2 separate regions of the Mus musculus genome follow, and region 1 is linked to region 2. A link is a contact called in public Hi-C data. All regions are on one chromosome and are shown on one strand. The core of a region is the stretch at or near the end of the contact, and the rest is flanking DNA. Distances in the headings are between cores, read along the strand shown. Region 1 overlaps Qser1 (glutamine and serine rich 1). Region 2 overlaps Tcp11l1 (t-complex 11 like 1).

Evidence for each region. A called contact is a pair of places that touch in the nucleus more often than the background predicts.
Region 1: a Hi-C map of muscle stem cells shows a contact between it and region 2, with 2.6 times the contacts expected there. The contact joins two enhancer-like sites. A contact is called at or near these places in 2 of 39 promoter capture datasets (the 3T3-L1 cell line and embryonic stem cells), 10 of 15 datasets of contacts at CTCF or cohesin (the G1E-ER4 cell line, the NIH/3T3 cell line, embryonic stem cells and 5 more), 204 of 484 Hi-C or Micro-C datasets (2-cell-like embryonic stem cells, the 3T3-L1 cell line, 3T3-L1-derived adipocytes and 110 more), 29 of 115 datasets of contacts at active chromatin or transcription factors (CD8 T cells, the HPC-7 cell line, the NIH/3T3 cell line and 18 more) and 4 of 9 other capture datasets (adipose tissue, liver, macrophages and 1 more).

The regions. Positions count from the first base shown.
Region 1 is chr2:104,761,272-104,764,568 of GRCm38.p6, reverse strand. Qser1 (glutamine and serine rich 1) reads left to right here. Exons shown (of 12, transcript NM_001123327.2): 10 at 1,606-1,758. Among named protein-coding and RNA genes, the nearest start is that of Depdc7, 20 kb to the right of the region's middle. Within about 2 kb of position 1,313, at least 57 of the 459 cell types and tissues checked have an H3K27ac peak or open chromatin away from gene starts, as enhancers often do. A contact at or near this core is called in muscle stem cells, where this site is marked.
Region 2 is chr2:104,684,095-104,687,430 of GRCm38.p6, reverse strand. It overlaps Tcp11l1 (t-complex 11 like 1), which reads left to right. Exons shown (of 10, transcript NM_177190.5): 8 at 1,887-2,068; 9 at 3,165-3,336. Among named protein-coding and RNA genes, the nearest start is that of Gm6306, 25 kb to the left of the region's middle. Within about 2 kb of position 1,855, at least 16 of the 459 cell types and tissues checked have an H3K27ac peak or open chromatin away from gene starts, as enhancers often do. A contact at or near this core is called in muscle stem cells, where this site is marked.

The DNA of each region.
Region 1 (3,297 bases), core at 64-2,563, 78 kb before region 2:
TAAGTTAAGCATTCTTGAGGTTGGGGCAGGAGGATCGTAAATTCCAGGCTAGGTTGGCCTACATAATAAGACTTTATCTTTAAAATAAGAAAAACTAAACAAGAGAAATATGTAATATGAAGGTAGGGGCATATAGTTCAGTGAGCGAGAGAATGCTTGCCTAAAACACATTAGCCACATTTATTGCTCTATACAACTCCCAAATAAAGGAAAGAAAAAAATACTTAGCACCACATGTTATCATAAACTTGGTGCCTTTTTAATTTAGATTTAACTTTTATGTGTGTCTTACCTACATGCATATAAGTGTGCTACAGGCATGCAGTGCCCTCCCAGGCAGAAAACAGCATCCAACCCCCACTTGAACTGTGATTACAAACACTTATAAGTCTTCATGTGGATGCTAGGAAGCAGCCCTGGTCCTCTGCCAGAGTGGAGTGTCTAAGCACGACACATCTCTAGACACATCTCTAGTCCCAGCGCTGTTGTAGTTTTAGGGTGTGTCCTAAGGCCTCCAGCGGCGCTGCTGCTCTGTCCTTACCCTGAAGGATCTTTGCCATCCTGTCCTCACTGGGAAATATAATTTACATCTGTATTAGTCTTTAAATTTCATTTATTGTGATTGGCAATTCTAGATCCAGAATTATTTAAGTGGGGTATTTTTAAGTGCAGAGTACCTGTGTATGTGATAAAAGCACAAGTAATGTGAGGTAGGAGTTGATGGTAGCTCTTCAGTAGATATGCCAAAAGTTGTACTATGTTTATCAAGTTTAATTTCCCTGTTACACTTAGAACTAAGAAAAATTGTAGTTTTTAAAATGTACTGTTTTCAGGTTCACAATACCAGTTTGTAAAATATGTCAGTCTGGAAAATTAAATTGCATTCTGAATCATAATTGTAACAGCATTTTAACCCTACTCTCATAATTCATGCTGTTGTTAGTTAAGTCGAATTTTAGAAACCTGTGGTCTGCAGGGTTCGTTCTGTACTATGTGCGGCTTTTCAGGTCACAGTGCCTTACCCAGCAGCTAGGGGCACCAATGTCAGAACCAGCTCTGCCATGTGGCCATTGTCTCATCAGTGGTGGCTCTCTGTCTGTGAAGAGCTCACGATCAAACTCTGGTTCAGGATCTTATCTCACAAGTTCTTTATGCAGTACAAGGAAGCAAAAGAAGTGAGACAGGAAACACGGCCATTATTCTTAACGTCTTCTGCCCACACGTTCATTTAGACTCCAGTGACTCACTCACTGGAGCTGGTTTACCTCGGTTCAAGGTATTAGTCACAGTTTAAGTGATAAGAGCTCTGAAGAGTGAATATGTTCCTACTTTCCAATCAGAGAGGGATTACTAATAATAGCTTAGGAGTTCCTTCAGCATGGTGTACTGTTGCTCAAAAACTGAGGACATATTATTAGCCCAGATTCAAAGAATGGAAAGACAGTCCAAACCATGTGGGCAAAAGTACAAAGAACTTGTAACTCTATCCCAGCTGTAGCCATCCGCATGGGTATATGTGTGTGTGCTTATGTGTATACGTTTTGAATGGCTGAATTCAGATTAGTTTTCTTCTGATGTCAGTTATTATCCTTCATTGTTTTAAAGAATGCTTTGGAAAGTTTTCCTGAACTGACAGTTATTACTCGAGACTCTAAAGCAAAGAGTGGAGGATCTGCTATTTCTAAGATCAAAATGAATGGCAAAGCTTATAATAAGAAAACTCTAAGGACTTCTAAAACAACCACTAAGTCTGCACAGGTAAGAATGCTTAATAAATAAACACAGTTCCTATGAAATCATCAAAATAAGCAAGTATGTTATTACAAAGGGTCAAATCTTTGGGGGAGGAATAAGCAGTGTGGTCTCAAGAGCAGGCACTGTTGTCTTCTCTGCATGCCTCGAGTTATACGCAGCAAATAGCAAGTACTCAAAATTTTTTTCACAGAATTTATAAAATAGAGTAATAAAGGAAACTATCCCATGTGCAAGTTTATGTGTTTGTACATAGGGGTTTTTTGTTGTTGTTGTTGTTTGTTTTTTGTTTGTTTTTGTTTTTGTTTTTTTTGAGACAGGGTTTCTCTGTGTAGCCCTGGCTGTCCTGGAACTCACTTTATAGACCAGGCTGGCCTCGAACTCAGAAATTCGCCTGCCTCTGCCTCCCAAGTGCTGGGATTAAAGGCGTGAGCCACCACCACCCGGCTTGTACATAGTTTTAAACTAATTAGTTTAATTCATTAATTTAAGTTTTAAAGTAATTAATTTTTAATTCAGTAAAAAATACTTATGTGCAACATTTTGAAATATGTGTATGCATTATAGAGAAGTAAACAAGGAAGTTAAATATTTTTAGCCTATTCAAAGTTATGTGTACAAAGTTTGGAAGCACATATATTAGTGTGTGTATGCAATATAAAATTGAATATTAATATACCTCTACAGTCATTAAAATGACATTTAAGGGCTAAAGAGATGGCTCAGTGGTTAAGAGCACTGACTGCTCTTCCAGAGGTCCTGAGTTTGAGTCGAGCAACCACATGGTGGCTCACAACCAACTGTAATGGGATCTGATGCCCTCTTCTGGTGTGTCTGAAGAGAGCAATGATATACTTATATACATAAAATAAATAAATCTTTATTTAAAAAATGACAGGTGTTCATCTCCATAGTATACATTATTGCAGTCTTTTCAGTATAACAATTTCACATAAAAATTGTATTCTAAGCTCAGTGGGGATAGCACATGCCTTTAATCCCAGAACTCAGGAGGCAGAAGCAGGTGGGTCTCTTGAGTTTGAGGCCAACGTGGTCTACAGATTTCAGGACAGCCAAGGCTACACAGAGAAACCATGTCTGGAAAAACAACTTATTTTGTAAGCGAGACATGGTGGTCCCCCCCAATCCCCCTTTGAGTCAAGGTCTCACTATACTTTGCTGTATAAACCAGGTTGACTTTAAACTCAAAGACTCATCTGCTTCTGGAGAACCAAGATTAAAATCTATGTAAACTGGGTGGTGGCGGCACACACTTTTAATCCCAGTACTCAGGAAGCAGAGACGGGTAGACCTCTGCATTTGAGGCCAGCCTGGTCTACAGGGTGAATTCCACAACCTCCAAAGCTACTACACAGAGAAATTGTCTTGAAAAACCAAAAATAAATAAATTAAATCAAATGCCATCACGTGTGATTTAAAATTGTTTACTTTATGCAAAGAAGAGATAGACCCCCATTAATTGTCTCTCAGACAACTACAACAAAATACTTATAGTGTGCCAAATACAGTACTAAGTACTGGAGT
Region 2 (3,336 bases), core at 606-3,105:
CCCTGTGTTTCCTTTCAAGAGCTGTAAGCTTCCCTTCTTGCCTGAGTTCCCTGTTGGTACTAAAGGGGACCTAAAGGTGGTGTTGGCTTGTTAGAAATTGTGACACTGGGTAGTGGCATGAGATCTTCTGGAGGGAAGTTCTCGACCTGACACTTCTCTTACAATGGGAAGATGGTGGTTTTTACTGGGACTGCATGTCTGTTATTGGCAGTCTTCTGCATCCTGAAGTCAAGTCTTGCCACGCTAACTGATATCATGCCTTTGTGAGCAGTGAGATAAATGGAAGCTGTTAATGAAGAAACCTCAGTCTTCAGGGAGGTTTAACCTCCTAAGGAGTCCGGGCTCTGACTCCGTTATCTGGTTATTGTTTTCAACACTATAGCCCATTCCCAAACTCTTGTTGATCCTCCTGCCTCAACATTTCAGGATTACAACATAGACCACATCCCTGTTATCTTCTTACAGCAAAGCAGGTTCATTCATTCTGTCTGTCTGTCTGTCTTTCTTCTCTCGCTCTTCTTTTTTCTTTTAGTTTTATTTATTTTATGTATGTGAGTACACTGTCACTCTCTTCAGACACACCAGAAGAGGGCATCAGATCCCATTATATTTGTGAGCCACCATGTAGTTGCTGGGAATTGAATTCAGGACCTCTGGAAGAATAGTTGGTATTTTTAACTGTTAAGCCATCTCTCCAGACCCCAGCAAAGAGGTTCTTAGAGCTTGTCTGATTAACCTGTGAAAACTCAGATCTGGGCCAGGCATTGTAGTGCACACTTATAACCCCAGTGCTCTGAAGGCAGAGGCAGGTGGATTTCTTTGAGTTTGCCGCCAGCCTAGTCTACAGAGTGAGTTCCAGGACAGCCACAGCGATGTGGTGAGATCCAGCCCCCAAGCCTACCCACCCCCCAAAGAAAACAACCAAAAACCTCTGAACTGAATCAACACCTTTTTGACCTTGCTGCTTTTCCCTCATCTCCTCTGGTAGCTAGGGATAGTCAGGTAGGGTGGGACCTGGGTCCTTTAACACTAGTGTCTCTGTAGGGAAGGCCTGGGTCCTTTAACACTAGTGTCTCTGTAGGGAAGGCTTGGGTTCTTTAACATGAGACGAAGTCCACTTTCAGGTGGCTTTTATGTGGTTATGAGTTCTGCTCAATTTGTCATTTCTGACTGTTCTCTTTATTTACATACCTGAGTTGGTTATTGTTTTTGTTTGTTCTGAGACAGCCTCACTTTGTATCTCAGGCTGGCTTTAGACTCATAGCAATCCTCCTGTCTCAGCTTTCTGAGTGTATTTGTGGGTGGGTGGAGGGGTGCCCACCTTGGAGCTCTTGGAGTTCTTGGGGCTCCTTTGTGCTATGGATATGAGGATGAATAGCCGTAGGCTCTGCTTCAAGATTCTCCCATCTATCAGCATAGGTGATTTCCTGATTTGTGGGGGATAAAAATGGGGTCACCTCAGGACTTGGATGTTTCCCTTTCAAGTCTGGGACAGTTAGTTCTGGACACATAGGAAGGCATTGGGCACCCTAGCTTCATCTTCTTTCCCTTCCCTTCCTGCTACTGTACCTCCCCTCCTACTGATGGAGTAGTGGCTTTCAGCTGCTCCCCTGCTGGGGGTTTCTTCATCTTTCAAGGCGCTGTAAAAAGGGCTGTCCCTTTTTGTATAGTCTCAGACAGTAAAGGCACTTGCCTGAGGTCATAGTCCTGTGAAGGGTTGGGTTTATCGCCAGACCTGCCTGAGCTAACATGTGGTGCTCTTCTAGCTCTGAAAGGCATGCAGGACATCTGAAAGGGTACCACAGAGCAGGCGGAGGTGCGGCTCTGCTGCCCTCTGCTGGCCATCTTGAATTTCTGCTCAGCAGTGCCGCGTGTGTTCATTGCAGACAGTTTTGATGGACCAGTCTCGTTTCCAAGAGCTCCAGCTCCAGCTGGAGCAGCTGGCCGTCCTGGGAGCCGTGCTGCTGGTCACGTTCAGTACCGCTGCACCGGGAATTTCTGGGCATGCCGACTTTGCCGAGAAGCTCAAGATGATGGTGAAGACTCTGCTAACGGACATGCATCTGCCGTAAGTGGCTGGGACCCTAGAGTGGATGGACTTGTAGTGTACAGTGGGAGTTTCCCAGTGTGAGGCCACTAGGAGATTAGAGAAGACTTTGCCTACCTGAAGTTTATTTATGGCTATCATGTTCAAGCTACAGGGAACTGTGGATTTTACAAGGCTCTAGGGCTGTGGTTTTCAAATGTCTGAAAGGCTCAGAGCCCACAATGAGCAACGTGGCTGTGACCAGAACATTCTAACACAGATAGACTGAAGTAGACACCTCCCGAGGTAGAACTTGTCCTATGTTTAACCTGTTTTCTAACTTAATCTTATTTACTAACCAGTCACCCCACTGACTTGCACCTACTGAGTTGTTCAACTAGCAGTAAATACCATGACCTTAGAGAATCCAGTGGAACGTAGACCTTGGCCCCAGGACAGTCAGTTGCTCTAGCGCCTGAAAGGAAAAACAGAAATCCACAGCTAGCCTTAGCTGTCTTCTGTCTCAAAAAACCAAACCAACCAAAACAGCTGCAGAGGTTGGGGATATGCCTCAGCTGGCAATGTGCTTACTATATATGAGCCTGGGGCTTGATCTCCAGCATGGTTAAAAAAAAAAAAATCAAGATACAGAAGAGCATTTGATGAATAGGGCTTCCCTGTCCTGTCCCACGGCTACCCAGTTTCTGGTTCCTGTGTTTCCTCTGTTGGTTGTTAGAAGCCAGCTCTGATTCACTGATGGCATGAGCTTTGTGCTTTGAAGCTTGGGATGTAGCTCTGTTGGGAGAGTGCATGCCTACTGCATGTGCCTAACATGCTCAGAGCACTGTAAAACCCGACATCGTAGCTCACAGGTCTAATCTTGGGAAATAGAGGCAGGAGCATCTGAAGTTGACAGTTTTCCTCCGCTGTAAAGTACAAGTTCTAGACCAGCCTGGGTTCTATGAGACCCCGCCCACAGCAGAGAGCAACCACTTTGGTATGATTAAAAAGGATCACAGCCTAGGAGATGAGGGAGCAGGGAAGGGAGCCACAGGTCCCACACGCTGTCATCCTTGTCACGACAGGGCCAGGGTTGCATCCCTTGGTCTCCTGCTCCTCTTTCCCCTCTCTGTTCTAGTTCCTTCCATCTGGAGGACGCCCTGGCTTCCATTGGCGAGAAGGTGTGCCTGGAGGTGAGCAGCTGCCTCTCCCTGTGTGGCTCCTCCCCATTCTCCGTTGCTAAGGAGACCGTGCTCAAGGGCCAGATTCAGGCCCTCGCCAGTCCCGAGGACCCCATTCGCAGGATCATG